Regions from separate parts of the Mus musculus genome. Here region 1 is linked to region 2. Evidence: chromatin contacts called from public Hi-C data. All regions are on one chromosome and are shown on one strand. Each heading gives the region's core, a stretch centred on a gene start, on an enhancer-like site or on the middle of the called end of the contact. The rest is flanking DNA. Distances are from core to core; before and after follow the strand shown.

Evidence for each region. Hi-C and Micro-C count contacts between places; a contact is called where the count stands out from the background.
Region 1: a contact with region 2 is called in a Hi-C map of myocytes, with 1.8 times the contacts expected there. The contact joins two enhancer-like sites. A contact is called at or near these places in 4 of 39 promoter capture datasets (the HPC-7 cell line, embryonic stem cells, hippocampal neurons and 1 more), 2 of 484 Hi-C or Micro-C datasets (cerebral cortex and myocytes) and 2 of 115 datasets of contacts at active chromatin or transcription factors (embryonic stem cells and pancreatic cancer cells).

Annotation. Positions count from the first base shown.
Region 1 is chr17:12,756,733-12,759,733 of GRCm38.p6, reverse strand. The region is part of intron 1 of Igf2r (insulin-like growth factor 2 receptor); the gene reads left to right. All of the region lies in intron 1 of Airn (antisense Igf2r RNA), which reads right to left. Among named protein-coding and RNA genes, the nearest start is that of Igf2r, 11 kb to the left of the region's middle. Within about 2 kb of position 1,558, at least 116 of the 459 cell types and tissues checked have an H3K27ac peak or open chromatin away from gene starts, as enhancers often do. A contact at or near this core is called in myocytes, where this site is marked.
Region 2 is chr17:12,266,726-12,269,702 of GRCm38.p6, reverse strand. The region is part of intron 3 of Map3k4 (mitogen-activated protein kinase kinase kinase 4); the gene reads left to right. Gm46605 (a long non-coding RNA gene) reads right to left here. Exons shown (of 3, transcript XR_001782245.2): 2 at 2,885-2,977; 3 at 1-410. Among named protein-coding and RNA genes, the nearest start is that of Gm46605, 3.5 kb to the right of the region's middle. Within about 2 kb of position 1,417, at least 21 of the 459 cell types and tissues checked have an H3K27ac peak or open chromatin away from gene starts, as enhancers often do. A contact at or near this core is called in myocytes, where this site is marked.

The sequences.
Region 1 (3,001 bases), core at 309-2,808, 490 kb before region 2:
CTGCCTTACTTTTTGAGACTGGCTCTCTGGCCCCAGACTTGTGATCCTCCTGTCTTAGTGTCCTGAGTGCTAGGAATGTGGGGCGTACAGGAGTACCACCATGCTCCACTGGAAGCCACTGTTGGAAGTCACCGTCTTTTTGTCACCCCTTAGTGCCCCAAGAGTTTCTGCCTCAGTGAGTGAGTGCTTGCTCATGAGGTTTAAGAAAGGGTTCTACTTTCTGAAAGTATTTGAAGCTGTGGGTTTGTGGGTCACTAGTCCCACCTCACACTCAGTTCTGAGATACTGAGCTAGCAGATTGCAAGACTTTTTCCTAGCACCAGAACTTGTGGGCACAATAGGTGTGGGGTGTGGGCAGGTGCCAGTGCCGGTGCCCCCTATTGGGCTGGGTCCCGTTCGTTTTTGCTTTATTCTATTTCCTGGAAGTAGAAAGAGGCAGTGGTGTGTGTGTGTGTGTGTGTGTGTGTGTGTGTGTATGTATGTATGTGTGTGTATGCGCGCTCGCGTGTGCATGCATATATGTCTAGAGATCAGCGTAGCCTGCCTCTGTCTCCCAAGGGCTGGAACTAAAGGCATGAGCCACCAAGCCCTGTGTTGTTTGTGTATAGTGGAGGCAGCACCCTAGAGGTTGGGAATGTCTGCTGTACATATAGCCCCAAGAGGTTAGTGGGAAAATGTTTGGTCACTTCACCTTGCTCTAAAACTGGAAGTCGGCTATTGCTGACAAGATTTTGAGGTGCCAAAGATTGTGTCATGTCCTATTTTGGACTCTGACAGACCCACTGCTACACACACAGTCATTACAGTGGAGGAAAATCCCGTTGTCCTGTTCCCTCGGGTGTGAAACATCAGATCAGCCACTGACCTTTAGCAGTTTTCCCTTGCTCAGTTAGTGCTGGAGGGCAAGTTCCCTGGGGCCTTACTGATTCCTGCAGGCATTTGTGACTACTGATTGTAGCTGTGTCTTAAGTGTAGGAAACACCAAGCGATGTGCTAACAGGCCTGGCTAGCATTTTAAAAACAGATGTGACCAGTGAAGAGTGGCCTGCAAGGTAAGTTTCAAAGGTGGTCTTTTAGGTTGAGTCTTTAGGTTTGTGCTGCCACATGGCCACTGAGCTTTGACCAAATGTAAGATTGTTCTAATTCCAGCTCTTCCCTTCTCTTTTGGGGCAATACCAGGGATTGAAGTTAGGGCCTTGGTATATAGGTGGCAAGCACTCTGAGCTGTATCTCCAATCTGTATGTATGTATGTATGTATGTATGTATATATGTATGTATTTATTGAAAACTTTGAGACAGGGTCTCCCTGAGTTACCATAAGACAACTCTTGAGCTTGTGATCTTCCTGACTTAGCCTCCATTGCAATTGGTTTTACCAATCTATGCTAACAGGCCTGGCTGTCAGCTGCACATTTTAAAGCAGATGTTTAGTGTGGAAAAACTCCCTACTCCTCCGCCTGGCCTGCAAATAGAACAGCCACCAAACCAGAAATGACCCAGAAGAGGGCTTCTTAGAAGTGACAAGGGCAGTGCCCACTGAGTCATCACTGCTCCTCCGGCTCCCTCCTGTCACCTCGCCAGCTCACACGCGCTACTCTCTACTCCCAAGTGAAAGCCACCATCTGTTCCTGTATCTGGTCTTTTAGAGGAAGTGTGGTGAGCCAGTGGTGTCATGAGGCTTGGCATCCCTTAATAATGAGAGAGAGGATTGAGGAGCTTTTGGGAATAAACAAGGGTGTGGGTCCAAAAGGGCTCACCATGCCTAGGCTCTTCTGTAAGGTGCGAATCTAAAGGGGGCCTGGAAGGAAATGAGGGGTATGTGTGTTACTGTATGTAATGGGGAAGAGTCTTTGCAGGATCTAAGTGTGCCTGTTTGAGACCAAAGGGTCAATGTGGTTGAAGTGGGGTGGGTGGTGGAGGGGGTATGGACAGGGACTGGACAGGATGGGGTGGGGCGGGGCGGGGCGGGGCAGGACGGGATGGGATGGGACGGGACAGGAGAGATGTCAAGAGTTAGCTGGGGCTGGATCCCAGACGCGACCATATTGACTTTGGAGCTATTGGAAATCAGCTCCAAAATTGGAATGAAGCACAATGGCTCATATCGATAATCATTTGGCAGCTGAGGCAAGTGGATGAGCCTGAACTTAAAGGAGACTGAAAAACGACAAAATAAAAAATGCCCGAAAGTTCTGATTTCTTTGCTTTTGTGCAGAGGGCTTCTTATCGTTCAGGTACTGAAGTTGGTGACAGTTCTGCAGCCAGAATGCAGTGGGAAGTGGTCCGTGCTGGGAGCAGAGGGCATGGCAAGGCTCTTCCTGCTGTGTTTGGTCACTTGGTGATCTGGGACTGCCTGCCAAGTTACACCCACGCTCTAGTTTCAAGTCTCCAAAATGGGGAGGTTGGTGTGCTCCTTGACAGACGGTGAGGACTAAGTGATTATGTTCAGAAGCCGTGGATGGCATGCCCCAGGTGTGTCACTGTTTCTAAGTGAGGTGCAGCTGTGCTGCACAGGATTGGGCCTTGGGAGGTTCTCTTTGCCCAGTGGAGTTTCTTGCTGAGCCCCTGGTATGATCCCAGTACTTGCAGAGCAGGACTCTTTAGACATGTCATATGGTGGTCCAGGTTGGCCTTGAACTCAAAGTAGTCCTTCTGCCACAGGCTACCAGCCTGGGATTGCAAGTACAAGTCCTGGTCTGCCTACGTGGTTTTTGTGAAGAAATAGCATGTGTAGCCTCTGATAACCTTATTAACATCACAAACCAACAAGCTGAGCTGACTGTTCAGCAGTTAAAATGCCAGCCCTCCCTGTGTCCAGGGCCATAAAGGAAGCACATTGGGTCCCCAAAGAATTGGGGCCTTGCTAGCAAGAAGTTTTGAGTGGGTCCCTGTGCTAGCATTGCCTTCCTGCATCCTCACAGCAGAGCCTGTGCCACACACTGGCTTCTCCCTTTCCTTCTTTGGGACAGTCTCCTGTTGCTCAGGTTGGCATTGAACTTA
Region 2 (2,977 bases), core at 168-2,667:
CTCAGAGGACGTCGGGGACTCGGCAAACGGCAAATGGAAGCTTCTTGCCCTCTCACACGGATCACTGTGGGTTCATTGTGCAGCTCTCTCAGATGGACCTGTCGATGTAGAACAAGGTTGTCTCTGCAGGGGCGGAATGCCATCAGGACACTCTGGGAAGACAGGGTTGGCTTTCGTTGTTGGTTTTTGTAAAATGTTAGGTTTGAGGTGATGTGGTTGGAAAGGCTGTTAATAAGAACTACCTTCAGACAGCTTTCTAAAAGCAGAATTAAGAGTTTTTCTGTTGGCTTCCTACAGTTCAAACTGGAGCCCTGCCGCAGAGACTAGCTACACTGGCAGGTGGGGAGGTCTGAAGTTACGGGTAACTTGGTGTGAAAGGAACCGTTTGTCTTCATTCAGGAGCGCAGCGTCTGCAAGTGGAGAGATGCATGTGTGTACATATACGCCAGCCATACATGTCTGACATTCAGATGCGAACTTCATCCGTTTCTTCCCTCTTACATCACACTGTCCTGGCCTCAGGGGATATTTCACTAGCATTATGAGTCTGTCACACGGGCTTACATAACGTTTCATGTGATATGTGGTGTGCAGTGCATACATGTGCTTGTGTATATGTGTGTATGCGCATTTGTGCATGTACACATACACATTCTCATCCTGGGTTTCCTAACCCTGATTACTGAGTATTTCAAGGAAAGAACCACAGTTGTTTTTAAGGACTCGAGGACAATTCTATTTGAGTTTCAAAGGGAAACGTCAAGGCTGACCAGCTGTGAGGCCCAGCAGCTGCCTGGGGAAGGAAAGGGGAGGCCACCGCTGGGGTCAAGCTGGCATGGAAGCCAGTGGAGTGGTGGGGAGAGGAGCTTCAGACAGAGAGAGGCCCAGAGTGTGAGGAGAGCAGGCTGAGAAGAGAGGGCAAGAGGGACGGAAGGTTGCACTCTGCTGAGCACCCAGAAGCAGGTGGCCCGAGGGCTGCGTGCCACCCGCAGCTGTGTGAGCAGCTGTCCAGAGCCTGGTTCTGAGGTCCGCTAGCCGGGCCCCGTTTCCAGAGCAGAGTGACTGACCTCACCACTGACTCGTCCTTTTGCTCCCAGTCTTGGGAGATGTGTGTAATAGTGTGTTCCCATCTACCCACAGAGTTAACGTAGCCTCAACAGATCCTCATATGGTAAAATCTATGTATCACATACAAACTCCTATATTTTTAGGATTATTGTTATGTTATTTTTTTTTTCTCCCATCAAAGCCAGGTGTAAGTCAATGTGGGCTTTTGTTCGTTTTTAAAATGTCGTTTTATCTTTAGTCTCTTCCTAATAATGGTTTGGAGGCATTTGAGGCTTGGGAGTAAAGTGGACTTGGGATAGCCCAGCCCCTCCAACAGTACACAGGCCTGTGTGCTCCTGCATCACTAGTGGAAGCCTCCAGATGGCTCGTGCAGCTGACGGGGCAGAGTGCATGGCTGTTATGCATTCTGCTCTTGCAGTTTCTGGCTGATCTCATTGAAGGGCTTTATAGAAAAGAAGTAACATTTATTTGTGATATTTTGTTTTTTCTTGTTTGACTTTATATCTTTATTTCTTATGATTAAATTACTTCTAAGCAGTGTCAGTCAGTAATCTTTAGTAAACCTTCGGAAGCGTGCTTTACAAAGTACTTTTCTCCTAAAGCTTTATTGTATTTATTGTTTAAAAAAATTGCAAACTAGAAATCGTCTGTTGTCTTTATTTAATAACTTGAGCAGCATCCATGTTAATGGCCTGTTTGAATTCAGTGATTGTCACTCCCTCGGGCTGCAGACTGGTCTCCACAGGACACACCCAGACCCCATCGCCTGTGGTCTGAAAGAGTGTTGTGTGAGACTCTCAGGTCATCATGTATTTAAGCCCGTGAGGCAGACTCACAATGCCAGCAGGATCTCCCCTGAAGCCAGGACAGTATAATGTCTGAGGGAAGAAATGGATGACGTTCCAGTCGTCCACCCTGTGTACCTGAGGTCTTTCTCGGTTATCTTCTGGTTCCCTCCTCCTTTGTGTGGAACCTACCTGGACCTCAGGACCCTCTGGTACCTCTCACCTTGCTATGATCTGAATTCCTGCGGCCGAGTGTGTCTGATTACTATTTCCCACTAGCAGGCTAGGCCAGCTGAACGTGCCAGTGCTCAGTCTCCAGTGCCTGCCCTTCTGTAGATGCTGCCTGTGAGCTCAGTGCCTCTGGCCTGCCCACCAGGGACTGAGCATGGCTGCCGCTGTGTTACTGCTTATGGGCTAGCCTGCGGGTGTCTTTTGTGTGCACAGGGTCTCTAATTACCTGTCCATCGCCCTTTAACAGGAGCAGTACCCTTGCTGTGGTGCTGGTGTGGCACCACCTCTTTGCCTGTCTTTTAGCCCCCCCCCCACCCCCCCCACTTTCCCAGGGCTCCTCAGTGAGGTTGCATGTATTTTAGTGTAGTATATAAGATACTAACACTGCTCGACTGCCTTTGCCATATTATCACAAATACCAAGAAAGTGCTTGGTTACTGTCTTAATTAATTTCTTGCATTAGAAATTACGTAATTATGTTTAATGGCCAATAAAGTACTGTTTGTCTTTGAAGGTTAAACACTCTGCCAGTCTTTCCTGTGACACAGGAAACCCTGAAGAGGCTGTTTATTGTGGACACGGCATTGGAGACTAAGCTGCCACTTAGACTCACCAGGTGCTAGACAGGCTCACTGCTCCAGTTTACCCCTGAGGAAACTGGCTTAGAGAGGAGTAACCTCCGAGTCACTGTGTTGTGGATTGTTGGGGGAGTCTGAGCTACCAGACTTAAAAATAGACCAGTGGTTTCTAGGCCAGGCTACACATCAGCATTATCCGAAGAGCTTTAAAAATACACATACCTCTGCCCATCCCGGAGAGCAAACCTTGTGTGGAATGCAGGACCAATGGCTCGCACAGTGCAGGTATTCGCCAGCCACCCCAGGCTCCGAGGA